Linked DNA regions of Ostrinia nubilalis: region 1 is linked to region 2. A link is a contact called in public Hi-C data. All regions are on one chromosome and are shown on one strand. Each heading gives the region's core, a stretch centred on a gene start, on an enhancer-like site or on the middle of the called end of the contact. The rest is flanking DNA. Distances are from core to core; before and after follow the strand shown.

What was found. Hi-C and Micro-C count contacts between places; a contact is called where the count stands out from the background.
Region 1: a Hi-C map of whole body shows a contact between it and region 2, with 6 times the contacts expected there. The contact joins the promoter of LOC135083906 here to the promoter of LOC135083961 in region 2. A contact is called at or near these places in 2 of 5 Hi-C or Micro-C datasets (whole body and whole larva).

What each region holds. Positions count from the first base shown.
Region 1 is chr24:10,670,643-10,673,873 of ilOstNubi1.1, reverse strand. It overlaps LOC135083906 (transcription factor BTF3 homolog 4-like), which reads right to left and starts at 1,600. Exons shown (of 2, transcript XM_063978662.1): 1 at 1,500-1,600; 2 at 99-1,404. The coding sequence starts at 1,382. The coding sequence ends at 858.
Region 2 is chr24:10,423,744-10,427,088 of ilOstNubi1.1, reverse strand. It overlaps LOC135083961 (zinc finger protein 852-like), which reads left to right and starts at 1,411. Exons shown (of 6, transcript XM_063978724.1): 1 at 1,411-1,616; 2 at 1,746-1,871; 3 at 2,367-2,942. The coding sequence starts at 1,509.

The DNA of each region.
Region 1 (3,231 bases), core at 351-2,850, 250 kb before region 2:
TATGTGTACCTACCTACCTAAAATAAACAGGTTTTATTTAATGCCTACAAACTGTAATTTTATGTTATTGTGTAATATTGTAAATAAAAAAACAAACATTCCTGGACCAAAGTTTTTATTCTCAAAACTCCAATCTTTTACATTTTGCAATTTTTATGGTTTTATTATACAATGTTAGCTCTGTTATCCTAAAGAGCTAATCTGTGACTAAACTTTCATTTTTTAAACCTATTTAACTTTATTTTTAAAATGAGAAAGCAATTCTTTCAACCAGACGTCATGAACCAACAACTTTAGAAAATACCATTATTAAAAAATATTATAAGGTGATCTACACCTTTATTTACTATACATATTATTATATCGCTATTTTCTGGTGCGCTGACAAAAATAATGTATAATATGCAATAGATTTTGTATATTTATGTGTCTATATAGCCAATATCTCAACAATAGGTTAATTACAACACTTAGCTAAGGCCTATTTATGAGAAAATCGACACATTTCCCTTTTATGTTACATTACAGTAAGTATTAGTGCATGGAAAAGGAGACAAGCATTATCGATTCAAAGTAGAGATGGCTGTATAAAGGATTTCCAAAGGCCCGAGTAAAATAAAAAAGAAAAAGTGATGTTCCATTGTATACCACAATACACATTTACATAATTACGATTTCTACAATAAATGCGAAACAATAAATTCGAAATACATTTATTCAGGAACACAAAACAGTTCAAACTAAAAAAACAAGTTTGAGACACACCTCGTGAGCCTTTAGAAACCCTAGCATTAAAATCACTTCATCGGATGAGCAAAATTAAAAACTAGACCGATCAAATTAAGTGGATGGGTTGTTTAGTCGGTTTTCTTGTCTGCAGCTTTGGTTTCTGTTTCTTTTTTCTCATCTTTCTTTTCCTTGTCTTCGGCTATGACTTCCTTGGCCTCCTGTTTGGAAGCCTCGTCGAAGTTTCCGACAAGGTTAGGTACTTCGTCGTCCTCTTCATGTGGTTTTGGCGCGGCGACGCTCGACGCGAGTCTCTTTAGCTGGTTCAAGCCTTCGGGCCCGAGCTGGCTTAAAATGCCAGGGAGCATTTCCGCGATTTGCTTGTTCTCCCCATGACCGGTGATCGCAAAAGTGTTTGCGGCAAGCGAAGCCTGGGCCTTGGGGTTATTAAAATGTATCACTGTACCGTCATCCTTTATCATATTAACCTCCTCGATACCAGGAATAGTGTTCACTGATAGCTTTTTGAGGGAAGACTGTAATTTCTTGTCATCTGTAGCCGCAGTCGCGTGCACAACCTTCTTCTTACGCCTTGGTGTGCCTTTGCCCCCAATGCGCACTTGTGACTGCAGTTTCTTCAGCTTTTCCGTGTTCATTTTGTTATTTTAACACGCGTACCTGTCGAGAGAAACACGACGCACTTTTTAGTGATGTTTGGTTAATAATTTCAATCGCGAGCACACGAGTTTTCCATGTAAATTGGTGGTACGCACGTGTTTTGAACACCGGTAAGTTACAAAGGGAAAATGGTGGATTTGCGACAAGTTATTTCTGAATTTTAGTATCTTTGTGTTGGCAGCTTTGATTCAAGCTTCGTTCCGTTCTACGATAAAATGACTTGCTTGAAAAGAACCGAAAATATATTATCTCATCAAATAAATTATTTGTGTTCCACAAAAATATTTTTTTAGCATGAAATATGTAATTTTAGTATCTACAATATTATTTACCTACTCTTCTATTTCTGAATAATGAATGAAACATTATCCATAAAATTATTTAGAACTTTAAAATGTGGAACGGAACGTTAATTAAAAGATACATGTGTCAGTGTTACTAGTAACAAAAAATAAACATTGTCTTGGAATGTGTACAGCGACATCTACAAGTTTGACTTAGTACTTTTCTTAGTTAAATTGACAAAATATAGATGGAGCTATCCAGTGCTTTATTTAGCTTCCAAGACAACCACTAGATGGCAATAGTAGTTTGAAAAATGAAAAATGACGAAAAATGAAATAGTCGGCAAGCAGGGTTCAAAATGATTGATAAGTGTTTGTGGTTTTTAATTATCTAATTAGTGATGCCAAAAAAACTGTAATCGTCATGCAGCAGTAATTATTAAATAATTATATTAAAAAGTAGTTAAATAATAAAATTAAATATCCTTGGACATTTTTACACTGCACTGCGCCGCTAGCCCCAAACTAAGCAAAGCTTGTACTATGGGTCTAGTACCCATAACATCCACATCCACAACGGATACAAACATACTTAAATACTTTTTTTTGTAAATAATATATACTTAATATACATAGAAAACACCCAGACCCGTCACAGAAACTAAAATTCAATATTTCAATTTCTGCCCGGCCGGGAATCGAACCCGGGACCTCTCGGCATAGTAGTCCGTTCTGAACCACTACACCAAACGGCCGACAATAGTTGTTAGTAGGGTAGTTACAAGAGCAGTTGCAGTTCCTTTAGTTCAGTCGGAAATATTATTATCGTTTTCAACATTCAACGTCCGAAGCTTGAAGGGCCCAGGGCCTCCAAATGTATGTTACTTAACCCTAATAGCTTGTTGGGTCATACGCGGGTCACCCATGGTCTTTGACTGGACTTATCTGCCAATACTAAGTTAAGGCTGAGTTGCACCACCCTATTTTAACCGTGAGTTACCATAACCAGTGTTTTTTGTATGGAGTTTGACAGACTTTGGACGTTTGTTAAAGTTAAAGTAAGATAGTGCAACCCAGCCTAAGTATTTAAGCTTTTTGATGATTTCATGGAGAAACTTCCAATAAAAAGTGAACTAAACCGTCATCGGGCTGCCTAAACAAAGTTTTAACCAGACCGCATCATCAAGCAAAACCGTCTATTTCCCTAGAATCGCCCACGAAAATAAACTGAACTCATCAACTCGTAAAACTGTGTTATCGGCTCAATAAATATTTATCTGCATTACCAAATGGGTTACAATATGGCGGCGTATAAAGCTGTCATCGGGCGATCGGTTCGCGCCATCTTCTGAAGTGACTTGACAGCTATTTATAATTCGAACGCAATAGCGCGGTTCGCTAAAACGCGCGATGTTTTACGCACTTAGCGCGAGGTGGTGACAGATGTACTTGTGCGTGGAAAACTGTTTGGGGAAATTATTTATTCCAAGTCAAAGGTTTTTGTCCAGCAGTGGACGTCATTTGGCTGAAACGAACGATTTAT
Region 2 (3,345 bases), core at 162-2,661:
CCGCGACCTTCACCAGATCTTCGATCCACCTATTAGTGGAAGGCTTCAATACAATAGAAAAACATGAATTTCCAAAACTAAGAGGAAACACGATACACAAATTCGTTAGCCGATACAAAAATATTAAAGTAAGTCTACTACGGTCCTAGTAATTGGTTATTGTTTCTTTGTCTCCACATTGATGCTATACTTAATAGCCGCAATAATTAGTGAGCAGTGGGTGGGCGGCCTTATGTGATCAATTAAAGACAATAGATTATTAATTATTAGGTTATCATTAATAGATTAGGGTGTTCACAAACACTATTAATATTTATTATAGGACAAATTTCATGAAACGCATGTATTTTTTTATAAGCAACTTTAAATATCTGCTCTGAAAGATAATAAATTAAAGTCCGATTTTTAATTCGACGGAATTCTGACAGCTGTCATTTTTTGACAATTCAGATGTAATCAGCCTTTTTTGCTTTGAATTATTAATAAATAATATGAAATGAAATTTCATCAAGTACAACTTACAAGAATGAACTATCGTTTGTTTTGTGAATTCAATGTACACTAATCATTATGTACATTTTAGAGATTAAATAGAAAAAAACGTGTTTTTAACACAGTAAAACAACATATTATCATAAACGAAAATATGTATTGATCATCAATCATCATTATCGTCATCATAATCAACTTGGATTATAAAATTGGCATCTTGTTAAATTGGTTATTTTATGAAGCTAAGATTTTATTAATAAAAGGATTTTCATAAAAAAGGTTTGTAACCCATGGATTATTGACCAGGGAGTCCAGTAATAGAAAAATAATTTCCCAATTTTTTTTGTAACTTCAAAAATATGATAATAAAAATTCAAATAACCATTTTGAAATGATCAGTACATTTTTAAGCCCTAGTTTTTCAAGTGAAACCTTAAATTCAAGAAAGGATTATTTTTTAATTTGTGAAAATGCTCTCCATTCATAATGGGAATGTTTCAATGTTGGCAACACTTCTGAAATGTCAAAATTCCGTCGAATTAAAAATCAGAGTATAGATTAATGTTATTCTTTCTTGTAACTAGTGCAATACTGTGTACCAGCACCAGCCCTGCTGGAGACCTTGTGCTTTTTACGCAATAAGAGCCATCTGTTATTTGTATCGAAAACTAAAAGCATGCAAATGTCTCAAGACTTTTTTTTATAAAGGGTCAATTATTTTTCTTCTGCGACTGAAGCATTTATTATTTATTTTGTAATTTAAATTATTTATAAAGATTCAAACTTTTCGCAATTTTAAGGGACATTAATTATTTTATTTATTTCCAAAGATAAATTGGTTTTTAGAACGAAACGCTAAATGAATGAATGTGTGTTGTCATTTTTTGTCAACTTGTCAAAACTTCGTTCGCCATAAAATTTGTATTTTCATTTCATTTTTCAATTTAATAATTTACATTTAAAGTAATACTACTTAGGATTAAAATACCATTAATTATTACTAACTAAGAACAAAAATGAAAGCATGTCGATTTTGCCTTCAATCCGATGGAATATTATGCGAATTACAAAACTCGGACGCTCAAAATTTTATTGAAGAAATATTTAAACAAAATGGATATCATGTAAGTCCTCAAACAAAAGGAAAACAACTTGGCATTATATTTTGAAGATTGTTTATTTAGTTTCCTTCTTCTTCATAAGTTAGTTGAGTATTTTTTGTTTTTATTTACTAATATATTTTTCAATTTCAGGGCTTCATTTCAAGTAACTACGTATGTTATATGTGCAAGTTTCTATTGAATAAAAGTTACAAATTCGTAAAAAAAGCACTGAGAGCTCAACAGATACTTAAAGATATATTGGAGAACAATAATGATGTAAGTTATTTACTATTAAAATTTAACTATTTTTTATTACAAATACAAAAAGTGAGTTTATTAATATGAAGATAGTTACTACTACCTACTCTTAGACATAAAACAGGGTACAGTTAGATTACAAAAAGTACAGTGACCAATACGCATTTTGCTACTATGCATTTTGTTTTAAAAACACACCTAAATCAAACTAATTTTAAGAGTGATAGTGAGTTATTAACAGTACTAAGAAGATATGTAACCTTAGACTTTAAACTTATCAACAAGTGAAATTAGTTAAGAATAAAATAAAATCTCTTGAATAATAAATTCTGCTTAACCCTTATTTGCTCTGAGGTACAAAAACAACTCTGAGGTACATGTTCTCTTGTGATGCCCATAAAAAATCTGTAAATATGCCAAATTACATAAAAATCTAAGACCTTAATAGTTCTGGGCATATATGGATTAAATGGATATTTTATAGATTTTTATGATATGTTTTCTTATTTCCAGATTACAATTGCATCCCTCAAAAAGATAGACAGACACAAATTAGAGCTAGACGAAAACCTTGTCTGTCAAGAAAATTCCGTAAACTATTGCTTTTGGGAAGAGAACGATGGTAAAGCCAAAACTAACTTCAGCGTAGAGGCAATGGAGAATGTGTGCATTACGAAAAAGGAAGACGTATACGGCAGTGAAACGTTCTTAACACCCATAGATTATTATCCAGAAGCTGTGTACGGAAGTGAGAATAAACAAGTCCACGATTTCGGACTTATCAAACAAGAAAACGTACACAAAATAGAAATTAAAATAGACGTCCAAAATATACAGAGTGAGCATCTTGATAATGACGACGATACAAAAGTCAAAATAGATACAGATGATTACGATGAAAAACCCTCATTTAATAATAGTGACGATGATTCTGATGATAAAGAAATTCTACGAGACGTTCTTACTAGAAAATGTAAAAAGGAAGTTCCTGCTACGAAAAACAAAAAGAGAAAACCTGCAAAACCTAAGCAAAAGAGAATCAAGAAAGAAAAACGCGATTATAGGAAATACCCCATGAAATGTGATGATGTAAGTAAAAAGCTATGTTAATTATATTTTCGAGCTAGAGTTGAGAGTGACCCAAAAGAAAAACATAGATTTTGCTGTCACTTGCAGGGTCAAGTTTTTCAAGGTCAACTTTTACTTACAAATCAATCAGAAACTATAATAATAATAATATAAGCCTTTATTACTGGATTACAAGGTATTTTACAACATTAACATTTCATTTTACAATTTAGTTGCACTCATCTCCAGTCAGAAACTAACTAGAATAAAATTATGTAAGTTTGTAGGGATGGCTGTTATTCTTTTATGTAAATGATCCTGAACCTGAACAGATTTTGATGTAAATTTACAACAATATTATTTTTTATTTGTTGGAATTACATTTGTTGCCAAATGTTTGCCAAACCATAATTTTATAAGTGAC